2 separate regions of the Mus musculus genome follow, and region 2 is linked to region 1. A link is a contact called in public HiChIP or PLAC-seq data. All regions are on one chromosome and are shown on one strand. The core of a region is the stretch at or near the end of the contact, and the rest is flanking DNA. Distances in the headings are between cores, read along the strand shown. Region 1 holds the start of Opn3 (opsin 3). Region 2 overlaps Fmn2 (formin 2).

What was found. HiChIP or PLAC-seq counts read pairs in DNA pulled down with a chosen protein or histone mark.
Region 2: a contact with region 1 is called in an H3K4me3 HiChIP or PLAC-seq map of embryonic forebrain, with 7 times the contacts expected there. The contact joins the enhancer-like site here to the promoter of Opn3 in region 1. A contact is called at or near these places in 6 of 39 promoter capture datasets (the 3T3-L1 cell line, hippocampal neurons, liver and 2 more) and 1 of 115 datasets of contacts at active chromatin or transcription factors (embryonic forebrain).

What each region holds. Positions count from the first base shown.
Region 1 is chr1:175,689,923-175,695,970 of GRCm38.p6, reverse strand. Opn3 (opsin 3) reads left to right here and starts at 3,339. Exons shown (of 4, transcript NM_010098.3): 1 at 3,339-3,801. The coding sequence starts at 3,435. Gm39707 (a long non-coding RNA gene) reads right to left here and starts at 2,925. Exons shown (of 3, transcript XR_865748.2): 1 at 2,880-2,925.
Region 2 is chr1:174,535,524-174,541,571 of GRCm38.p6, reverse strand. It overlaps Fmn2 (formin 2), which reads right to left. Exons shown (of 18, transcript NM_019445.2): 2 at 4,361-4,527. Among named protein-coding and RNA genes, the nearest start is that of Fmn2, 37 kb to the right of the region's middle. Within about 2 kb of position 3,896, at least 32 of the 459 cell types and tissues checked have an H3K27ac peak or open chromatin away from gene starts, as enhancers often do. A contact at or near this core is called in embryonic forebrain and hippocampal neurons, where this site is marked.

The DNA of each region.
Region 1 (6,048 bases), core at 2,090-4,589:
ATACGTCCCACTGAGTAATTTACAAACATCAGTGTTTCCTTTCTCATCGTTCTGATGATTGGGAATCATCAAAGCTCTAGCCGTCAGTAGCTGCTAAATGTCCATTCCTCCTGTGGGCATTTTCTACTCATCCATACATGGTGGAAGGATGTTGAGGGAACCCCCCCCCCCAAAAAAAAACCCAAAACATGACCAACAGCAACTTGGGAAAGAAAGGGTTTAGTTTATCTTACACCTTCACATCATAGTCCATCATTGAAGGAAGCCAGGGCAGGAACTCAGGGCAGGAACTGAAGTAGAATCCGTTGAAGAATACTGCTTATTGGCTTGCTAGTTGTGTTTTTCTTAGGCTGCTGCCTTATACAACCCAGGACTGGATGCTCATATACCTCCATTAATCAAAAATATGCTCCACGGGCTTTCCTGCAGGCCAGTCTAGTGCGAGCATCTTCTCAACTGAGGTTCTTTGCTTTCCCCACAAACTCTAGCTTGTGTCAGGTTGGGAAAACAACACAACAAAACCAACCGACAGACAAACAGACAAACAAACAAAACCAACGACTAACCAAGGCAGGGTAGCAGGTTGCTTTACATCTGGTTCACCATGATCAGACCCAGCTCCAGGAATAAGCCAAGGAAAAACTCTCCTGGAAAGAATGTATGTTAGCACCTGATGATGCCTGTGGCCAGGGCTTGCATTCTTAGCAGTACACAGGCCTGAAGGACCAGGCACTGCTTGGCTTGTCTGGGTCACTTTGGAGATGATCTATTGGGGGAATGATTCCATGCCAAAGATTCCATAAGCTCCCATAACAGTGCCACCAGACAGGGGCCAAGTATTCAAGCACACAAACCCATAGGGAATTTTCCACTTAAACCATAACTCCCATAAAGACCTAATTTTGAAATGTACAAGAAACATTTTTATTAACAAAATCATATATGCAGTATCTTGCTTATGTGTATCAACTCTACTAAAAGACCTTAACAGTTCACAGGATTATTATAATAACTATTGTCAATTATCAAAATGTTAACCATTTCCCCCAGAGGCTCTTACTGTTTTTATTCATTGCACTCACACCTCTTGCGCAGGCAATGTTCTGGACCTTATAGGTCTATTGTATCAACCTTATTATGTTGATACAGTAGAGGCCAAAGCACAGCTGCTCACCTACTTACCTCTCTATCTTCATCTCCTATTATTCTGCTATACTGGTGCCCTCGTTTCCCTCCAAAGGGGCAAATAGAGTCCTCCCTTGGCACATAGGTCTTGTTTAGAGTTCAATGCAGAGCTGTCTAAGTAACAGCACATTTATTTTCTCTTTCCTCTTATGATGGTTTGTATATGCTTGAGCCAGGGAGTGGAGGTGCGGCCTTGTTGGAGTAGGTGTGTCCCTGTGGGTCTAGGCTTTAAGATCCTAGTCCTAGCTGCCTGGAAGGGAGTATTCTGCTAGCATATACACCTCTATTTTCTCTGCCTTATAATTGTTTATGGCACTTAGCATCTGGCATCTCATGTATGAACCAATTTGGTCAGCATTGTCTTCTCTCAACACCTCTAGAAAGCTTTAGGAGAAGAAGACTGTGTGCCAAAGAATGAATATTTTAGGAAAAAAAAATCAGGACTCTTTCCTTTCTTCCTTCCACTAACGTTGCAATCCTACTGTAGGAAGACTACTATAGTGAGACGTCAGAGGCACAAAGAACTTATTAAATGGTCCTATAAATCTAAACCACAAAATTAAAAACATTTTTTTTTCAGGGCAGGTGAGGTCAAAGGCCTTGTAGATGCTGAATTCAGGTTAGAAGTCTTAAAAATAAGATCAAGATTTTGAAGCTGGCACACACAACCTCTTAGTCAAGTGCTCAGTGCAGCAGGGTATCAAGCTATCTCGTCACTTAGCTGACTATTGAAGACTTTTGAGATGCACTGAGTCTAACACAAGTGGGAGGAGGGGTGGACACTGGTGCACACCAATTTAGTTTCCACAAACCAGTCATTAGTGCCTATGACATCTTCAGGTGCATGCAGCTCGGGACATTTTCCTCTCGTGGGTAGTCGTTGGGGACTGCAGTGGAGACAGAGAAAGCAGGCCTAAAGAAGTGACGTTCACAATCTATATTTGACTTGTTCTATATTTGCATTGCTGCTGGGGAAAGGTCCAGTGGAAAATGCGTGCTGTTCTAAATATATCCTCTCTATACCTGCTAGATTTGGATTGAAGCCTTAGGGGGCGGGGCACTGCTCAAGAGATCACCTCCAGAGAAGCATTTGGACTGGATTGTGTATCAGGTGTACCTACTGCAGACTGAGAAGGCTTGGGATCCAGTGGAAGGGTGACTTGGGTGTCACTCTGATGCTATTTCCTTCCTTATTCTGGGGCTCTGAGAGTGGCAGCTCAGAACACTGTCATAAACGCTGGGACATATCTTCCAGCTCTAAGGTAGTTGAGACTCAGCCTGCTGCGTTTGTTTGTTTGTTTTTAACGTCAGGTTCCCTGTTTATGAGATCATTTCGCTGGCGCTCTACTTCGGGCATTTCAGTGTTTTGTTTTCTTTCTATTGGGTGTATGAGGTGGGGGTGGGTGTTATTATAGCTTCCCAGGAAAGAGAGTATTTCATTCAGCATGCTTAACTGAGTTAAGCGCAGGCGTTCATAAATATTTATGAATGAGTGTATGCTAGGGTGAGTGACTTAACGGGTGAATGGACGAGATGCTTTAGAGTCCGTTGAGGGCTGTGAGGATCCGCTGTGGCTAATTTACCTCCGTAAGGGAGTTTACTTTCTCTTTTTTTCTGTACAGTCTGTTCAGGTTTCCACCTCGGCTTAAGGGTGAAGGAAGCAGAGCAAGAGCTCACTGGTCTCTGAAACTCACCTCTGCTGGGCGGGAACGCGCCCGGGAGGTGGGAGGGGGGAAAAGGGGCGGGCCGCTAAAGCAGTAGGGCGGGGCCACAGCTCAGAGGCGCGGTCAGAGGTTCTAAGAAGGCGGAGCTGTATGCCGGAGGGCGGGGCCAAGGGTGTGAGTCAGAGGGCGGGGTAACAGGAGATTCCGGGAGGGAGGAGCCGCAGGCCAGACTGCGGAAGAGTCTTAGGAGGGCGGGGCCAAAACGGCTGCCGTATGGATGAGGCCGCAAGGTAGAAGGGCGTGGCCTCCAGGGAGGTCCCGTGGGAGGGACTGCAAGTGCTAGCTAGTGGGGCTCGGGACCCACGCGGGAGGGTGGGATAGCAAGAACGCTAGGAGGGCGGAGTTTCATGCGGTGGGGCGGGGTCCTAGCACCGAAGGGCGGGGCCTCGGGTGCGCGCGGGTTGGGCGGGCCTGGCGCGGCTCCCGGGCACAATGGCCTGAGCGGCCCGCAGAGCGTGAGATCCACCCTGTTCGGGCCGCCCGGCTCACCGAGCCCTCTCTCTCACGGCGCGCCGGCGTCGGGCCATGTACTCGGGGAACCGTAGTGGCGACCAGGGCTACTGGGAGGACGGGGCGGGCGCCGAGGGCGCAGCACCGGCGGGCACGCGGAGCCCCGCGCCTCTCTTCAGCCCCACCGCGTACGAGCGCCTGGCGCTGCTACTCGGCTGCCTCGCGCTGCTGGGCGTCGGCGGCAACCTGCTGGTGCTGCTTCTCTACTCCAAGTTCCCGAGACTGCGCACGCCCACCCACCTCTTCCTGGTCAACCTGAGCCTGGGCGACCTGCTGGTATCCCTGTTCGGAGTCACCTTCACCTTCGCGTCGTGCCTGCGGAACGGCTGGGTGTGGGACGCCGTGGGCTGCGCGTGGGACGGGTTTAGCGGCAGCCTCTTTGGTGAGTCGCCCGGGACGCGTTCTCCTTGCCTCTCAACTTTCCCCCGGGTACATCAGCTCTGGGCCTCCGTCCTCCCCGGGATCGTCCCTGATAGCCAGTCATCACCCACAACTCCCTCTCTCTCCTCGAGAACCTCCCTTAGATACCCAACCCTCGCCTCCCTTCTCCCTTTCATCTGGTCTTCATCCCCAACTCTGTTTCCCTCCTTGCCTGGATTTACACACCCTTCTTCCCAGCCAGTCACCAACCCCAGCCCCTCCTGCCTCTGTAGCACTTTCCAAAGTCTCCCTGCCGCTGGCCATCTTATTTCCCCTCATCTATTTTTACTTCCTACTGTAGCTCTCAACAGGGCAGCTCACAGTGGACTTTACAGAGGGAGAAAGAAATGAGGCCCTGTAGAGTCAAGAGATGCAAGAAAAAAGTCAACTCCTGAACAGTGGAGGCGAGAACAAGGAGAGATTTAATTCACAAATTTAGTATTTGTTCCTCAGAATGACATGTAGAATCCTAAATAACGCAGTATTTTACCCCCTTTCACTCGTTAGCAATTATAAACAGTTGAATGCTTCCTAGGGGATGAGACTTTTTTTTTTTTTTAATTTCCTGTACATAGGTTCTGTCACACCAGAGGTTACAAATGGCGCAAAGGAGTCCAACTCATAATTAGCAGGGCAGCCAGTACATTTAATTGAAGTAGAACTTGTTGCTTTCTTGAAGATTTATATTGAGAATTGACAGGTTGAAGGTTGACTGATCCAGTATTCTAAGCCTGGGAAAAACGTGTGTGTGTGTGTGTCCCCTAGGGATTTTGTTTGTATAACGATTTAAAATAGAAATGGATATTTCTTAAGGCTTAAAGTCCCTTTCACAAACCTTAAAAACACATTGATAATTTACTATTGACTTGATCTTGCCAGATCTTAGAGAAAAACGTCTCTGTAATATCCTTGACAATTGTTATTTGCCAACTTACATGTGGCAAACCCAAATCTCACGGTGTTTGTCATCATTTCCTTTTTAAAGTTTTAAAACAAAATTTAGGAGTCATGATGGTTTTTCACTGATTGACAATTCTGATGCTTTCCCCTAATAAACATTGATCTAAGGATTTCTTTACATAACAATATTGAACCTAGAGGAAGGTCTGTAAGAGGATGCGAGTAGTAATATGGGTTGACTATATGATTATTCTCTCTGTTACCTTAAAAATGTTTTTCGGGGTGGGGGGGCATTTAGGCGGATTGATCTTTAAAAAAGGTGATGTGTCAGGACAGCTTGCAGAAAAGCCCTGGGGGTAGCGACAGGTGTTTGTTTGAAGACATTAAAGTCCTTTCTTTCTGTGAAGTACTTTTCTGTGCTGTGGTGTTCAGTGTCTCCATCTGAAACCGAATAAAAAGGAATGGGTTGAGTTTTCTTATGTCTGCAGCACCCACCCTGGCTCTCCCTGGCTTGCTCTGCCAATCCTATCTTCCAGAATCCTCTCTGCCCTTTCTTCCCCTTCTGAATTCCTGCTGGGGTCTGTCAGCACCAGGAGAGATTTTTTTTTTTAAAGACTACAAGAAACATTCGCCCTGGTTTTACCCGAGGGTTCCTTTATTCAGGGCATCCAGTCTTTCTTTGAATCATGTCATTTATTCCCATCCTAAAATCTGATGTAGATCTTCTGGGGTTAGAGGCTTGAAAATAAGTTACTTCCTGGAGACAAGTGTAGAGTGAGGTGACTTCAGACCGCACAGCATTCTTAGCAAGTAATTTCTTTGCCCAGAATATGCTCTTGAGTAGGGTAAAGGATGGAGATGGAGAAGACTCTTCCCTTTTCTGTTCCTAAACCAGGACTAATCAATTCTGAGTACTGAAGGAGAGGGCAATTTTAACTGCTGGAAGTTGCTAGCTGCTTGCTTCAGGCTTTGGTGATGCTGATGGTACTGGTCTGACGGTACAAGGGTGGGTCTTATGGCTACCCCATTGTCTGGGCTTTCCCAAGCCATTCATTCTCGAAGGCTGCCAGTTTCCCCATCTTTGTTATCTACTATTGAGCTTTCTGTGGTTAATGTCATCTATCCCATTTGCTTTGTATTTCTGAAGGGTATTGTGTTCTGTATGTACCCTTGGTGCTTATAACCCCCTCCCCTCTTACTACCACCTCAGCCTTGTTCTATGCCTGGAGGAAGTGCATGCATGTTTATACTTTAGATATCCTCATAGGTTTTCTCTCCCGCTTTGTACTCTGCTAGAAGCGAGAGTAAG
Region 2 (6,048 bases), core at 2,647-5,146, 1.2 Mb after region 1:
GAGCTCATCCTCCAGCATCACAATAATAAATTAATAATTAAAAAAAAAACATAAGTAGAGGAATAAAATTATCCTGTTCTTTTCAGTTTATTCTAGTTTCATATTTACTAAGTGAAAAGACTTTTTAGTTCTGAGCTTTATTGAGAAAAAAATCAGTTAATTCGATAATAGTTTTCATAAAAAAGCAAGTGCTAGACAGTCATGTGAACTTCTCCTGGGATAATATGAAGGAACTCACTTGCATGGCTACTCATCCCAGCTAGGACAACAATGACATTCAAAAACAATTCCATGGGAGTCCAGCATGTCAATCCAATGGACTTATCATGCTTGCTTATATGGCAAGGAGGAGGGATGACACAGTGGGGTGAACTACCTGGACAGCTACATCAATGGAAAGGCTCACTACAGCCTGGATGACAGCGTCCCTATAACTGCAGAGACAAAGTTCCCTGCCCCTTTAGTTAATATTGCACACACATCATATTATCTATCACCTTCCAAGACTACAAGACCACCTGAAGCTTGGACAGAGTTACATACAGCTAAGAAGAGTAGTTGGAATCTGAATGACCCCACCATGACTTCCTTCTTCTGTGAGTTAGCATCAACAGGCTAGATTTTGAGATTACCTTGTAAATAATCACAGCTGCTTTGATGAAGATGGCAAAGGCTGTTATAATTAGATAATAGCATGCAATATATAGACACAGCTAGTGTTTCCCTCTACCTTTATTGTGTTTGCCATATCTCCAAATTCTGTATTGATAGCTACCAGAATGTAGCTCTGCACTAGAACACACTGTAGGACCCCAGATCTGTCTCCAGAATCAGCTCCCACAGAGAAGAGTGGAAACTTTTATAATTGTCTCATTCTTTCTTCAGGAGAAAAAGATCTATCTATCAGTGACTAGCTGCTATATCATTCAATAACATTTGAAAGAAAGAAAGAGAGAGAGAGAGAGAGAGAGAGAGAGAGAGAGGAAGGAAGGAAGGAAAGAAGGAAGGAGGAGAGGGAAAGGGAGGAAGGGAGGGAGGGAGGAAGGAAGGAAGGAAGGAAGGAAGGAAGGAAGGAAGGAAGGAAGGAAGGAAAGAAGGAAGGAGGAGAGGGAGGGAGGGGGAGGGAGGGGGAGGGAGAGAGAGAGGGAGGGAGGGAGGGAGAGAGAGAGATCTTAAAGAAGTTTCACAGGGGAAATTTCCTAAACAGAACTCCAATGGCTCAAACTCTACGATCAAGAATTGATAAATGGGTCCTCATGAAACTGGAAAGCTTTTGTAAGGCAAAGGACATAGCCAATTAGACAAATTGGCAACCTACAGATAGGGAAAAAAAATCTTTACTGACCCCACATCCAATAGAGGGCTAATATCCAAAATATATAAAGAATTCAAGAAGCTAACCACCAAAAAACCAAACAACTCAATCAAAAAATGAGGTATAGAATGAAATCAAGAATTCACAACAGAGGAATTTTGCATGGCTGAGAAACAAGTAAAGAAATGTTCAAAGTCCTTAGTGATCAGAGAAATGCAAATCAAAATAAGCCTGTGATTCCACAGTACACTAATCAGAATGGCTAAGATCAAAACCTCAGGTGACATCACATGTTGTCGAGGATGTGGAGAAAGAGGAATATTCCTACATTGCTGGTGGAATTGCAAACTGGTACAGCCACTCTGGAAATCAATCTGGAGGTTCCTCAGGAAACTGGAAATAGATCTACCTGAAGACCCAGCAATACCACTCTTGGGAATATACACAAAAGATGCCCCACTATCCCACAGGGGCACATGTTTCACTATGTTCACAGTAGCCTTATTTTTGATAGCTAGAAGCTAGAAACAACCCAGATGTTCCATGACAGGAGAATGGTTACAAAAAAATGTGGTTTATTTACACAGTGGAGTACTACTCAGCGATTAGGAATGAGGATATTCTGAGTTTTGCAGGCAAATAGATGGAACTAGAAAATATCATCCCGAGTGAGGTAACTCAGACCCAAAAGGACATGCATGGTATATACTCACTAATAAGTGGAATTAGCCAAAAAAAGAAAAGAAAAGAAAAAGAAAAAAGAAAGAAAAAAAAGAAAAAGAAAAAGAAGAAACCAGGAATACCCAAGAACTCAAAAAGCTCAACAAGATGAAGGGCCCAAGTGAGGATGCCTCAGTCCCACTTGGATGGGAGAAGAAAGCAATCACAAGCAGGAAGGGAGGGACCTGGGAAGGAAAGTGGATGGGATGAGAGTGGGGGGTGAGGAGTGGTGGGGAGAGGGGAACATGATATGGAATTGGGTGGGGGAAATGACTGAAGCCCTGAGGGCCAGAGAAAGAATGGAAACAGGCAACCTCTGGAGGTAGGAGGTTGGGGGGACCATCCAGAATGTACCAGAGACTTGGGAGGTGAGAAACTCTCAGGACTCAAAGGGACAAAATGCTCTACAGTAGAGACAGGGAGCCTGTAGAGCCCACCTCAAGCAGAAAGTCAGGGCATCAAGTGAGAGGTGGGGTTGCCATCCCACAGTCAAAACTCTGACCCATAATTGTTCCTGTCTGAAAGAACTGCAGGGATGGAAATGGAGAGGAGCCTGAGGAAAAGAAGGTCCAGCAACAGGCCTAAAGTGGGCTCCAGCTCAAGGGGAGGCCCCAAGGTTTGACACTAATACTGAGGGTACAGAGTGCTCACAAAAAGAGACCTATAAAGACTGTCCTCTGCAAGACCCAACAAGCAGCTAAAAGACTCAGGTACTGATATTTACACCTAATCAATGGACAGAAGATGAGAACCCTACAGTTGAATTAGGGAAAAAGCTGGAAGAAGCTGAGGAGGAGGGTGACCCTGTAGGAGGACCAGCAGTCTCAATTAACCTGGACCCCCGAGATCTCTCAAACACTGGACCACCAAGCAGGCAGCATACACCAGCTGATATGAGGCTCCCAACACATATACAGCAGAGGACTGCTAGGTCTGGGTGTAGTCAGAGAAGATGCACCTAACCCACAAGAGACTGGAAGCCCCAGGGAGTTTAGAGGTCTGCTGGGGTGGGAGGTGGGGACATCCTAGTAGAGACAGGGGTGTGGGGAAGAGGAATGGGATGTGGAACAGTCAGAGGGTGGACCAGGAAGGGAATAAAATCTGGAGTGTAAATAAATAAATTAATAAATAAATAAAAGATAAAAATTATTTTTTAAAAGGAGGTTCACAAGTCAGAGTTATCTAGAAATTTTTCTCGCAGGTCAGAACTGAAGTCTCAGAATAATTTATGAGATTTCTTTTGTACATACTAAGTGGAGTGGGGGGGGGGAAGATCACCAATTAGGAATGGTAAACAGGAGGAAGAAGGAAGTGTCTCCATGGTTCTGGAGACACAGATAGCCTCACTGTGTAGCTCAGGCTAACCTGAAACTCTTGATCCTCCTGCATCACCCTCCCAGGAGCTGGGAATGTAGCCATGAGCCACCATTCCTGGCTCTATAACTAGCTTTTGGCCTCAGCCTCTGTTCACATTCACTGTCTTTAGAGGTATGCTTGGTAAAACTGAAAAAAAAAATGTAACTACCCATGTGAACAGAATTCAATGTCCCCAGTCACTCAGTTCCTGGGTTCTGCACTCAAGATCCACCCAGACCTCCCCGCTTCTCATGAAAGATGCACATATGAGAATTCTCAGTTTGAGGTGCATCCTCAGAGCCATGCACCACATACCTGGGGAAGTTAACACTGCTCTGGTTGGAAGATGCTAGTCCGGGAGTGCTGATGTTCATGATGCCTTCCTTACAATCATGCCGTTTGAGTTCCTCAAGATTAACCCTTGCTGAATGGGGGCCTCCGGTAAGGGCAGATGCTGTGGCTTCTTCTTGCCAATGTTTAGTGCACAAATGAGCTGGGCAAACACTCACATAGCATTCTAGTGCCCATGGAAACCTGTGGCCCACTGGGACTAGTATATTTGCCCTTTGGTACTGCTTCTGAAGGAATGTCTCTGTGACCAGCATAGAAATATTGATGTGTGAGATATGGATCAGGGAGAACCATTTATCTATGTATGTTCAGTTTCTACCAGAAAGAAAAATTCTGAATGATCTTAATTAGTCTGATTAAAGCAGGCTAGAAAACTAAGAGACTGGGTTTCTTTTGTTTCTTTGCTTTGTTTTGTTTTAAAAAGGTTTGCCAAGTACATTGAATGCCCTAGTCCAAAGAAAAATATAGAAAAGACAATCTGCTCCGTCGAGTGGCCCAGGGGAGGAAGCTTGCATCACGTGTTGTTTTTAAATTATAGGGTGATTGGGCAGACACACCTCCCAGCTGCTACTCTGACTGCAGTCCACCCTCCAGACAGAAGTGAATTCTCCTACTTACATCAAATGGAGCTGAACTGGACCCAGCGTTCTGATTACACGGTTCCCTGAAGCAGTCACTGAAAGGAAGTAGAAGACCCATGGCGATGATCCGGGAGCAAAATTTTTCTGCTTCCTCTGGAGGCCCGTTCTCCTGCTGGCTAAACAGCTTCTCCAGCAGTGTTCTCCCTGCATGTGAAACACAGTCATTAGAGGGGGGCGTTGGCAGATCACCTGGCTCAGCACTCTCCCGAGAGGACAGTAAACATCACCAGTGAGCAACGGTCTCCAAGGCTACTTGTGTGGAGAAAGGAGCCCAATGAACCAAACTGCAGGGTGAGGCCAGGCACCACATAGGAAAAGGCAGGAGGGTATGCTCTTCCAGGGTCCCAAACACAGCCTGCCTCAAAAAAGAATGGCCTCTATTACTGACTGTACATTCTCCATCTGAAAGGAACCTCCACCCCTTTAGGATTTAATTAAGCATTTCTCTTTTTGCTTGTTTTCTGTTTTTTTTTTGTTTTTGTTTTTGTTTCCCCCTGCCTTCAGAGTATTCTTTGAGGAAGCAGTAACTCAAACTGCCACCACCATTTTGGGCCTAGAAATGTCAGAGCCTGACTGACATTCACTTTCTCAGACCCAGCACTGGGGAAAGGAAGAGAGTGAGGCACAGACAAAGGTATCAGGCCATAAAACAGGCAAGAAAGCTGGCCAGGAGAGAAAAGTCACCCTGAAGAAGAAAAAGTTCTAAATGTTTTCAGTTGCTCCATAGAAACAGCTATGTGTGGGGCCTGGAGAGATGGCTCAGCCGTTAAGAGAACTTGCTCCTTTTACAGAGGACCTGGTTCTATAAAATCTACATGGTGGCCCACATTCATCTATGGCTCGAGTTAGAGCGGATCCTCTTCCAGCCTCTGCAGGCACCACATACATGTGACAAACATCCATACAGGCAAAATACCCATATACGTAAAATAATAAGTAAAAGTCCAAATAATTTTTAACACAAGAAGCAGCTTCCCATTGAACATTTAATTTAAATATTTTGTTTTCTCTCCAGAGAAGAATCATTAAGGAAGGATACAGCAGAAACGGAGGATCCACAGACATCAAGACACACAAATGACAGGAGAATTCATAGAGAATAAATGTCTGTAGGCTGCTCGGAAATAAACTGGGCATCTATATTATAACTCTTCCCTGCAAGTCTTGGAGAACACCAAAAACAAGAGGGGCAGGAGGGCTGTGAGAGTCGGATATCTGGAGAACTAGAGTAAATCTGTGTCTTCTAGGCATTACGTAAAGGATTGCTGTACTGAAAAAGAAGGGCATTCCATCCCCCACCACAACCTAAAAGTTGTTGGCAGTTGATGGGAAACAGACCCTAGAAGACTTGGTCTTGCTGGTGCATATTTCAACCTTCTTTTTTTTGGGGGGGGGGGAGGTTCTGAGACAGGGTTTCTCTGTATAGCCCTGGCTATCCTAGAACTCACTTTGTAGACCAGGCTGGCCTCGAACTCAGAAATCTGCCTGCCTCTGCCTCCCTCCCAAGTGCTGGGATTAAAGGCATGTGCCACCACCACCCAGCATGTTTCAACCTTCTTTATGCCTTAGAATCATCTTGGAAGAACAGAGTGATGGGCCCCTTGGGCACCCCTACTCCACTTGGTCACTGTTTGACTCTAAAGACAGACAGATATAAAAGTCAAG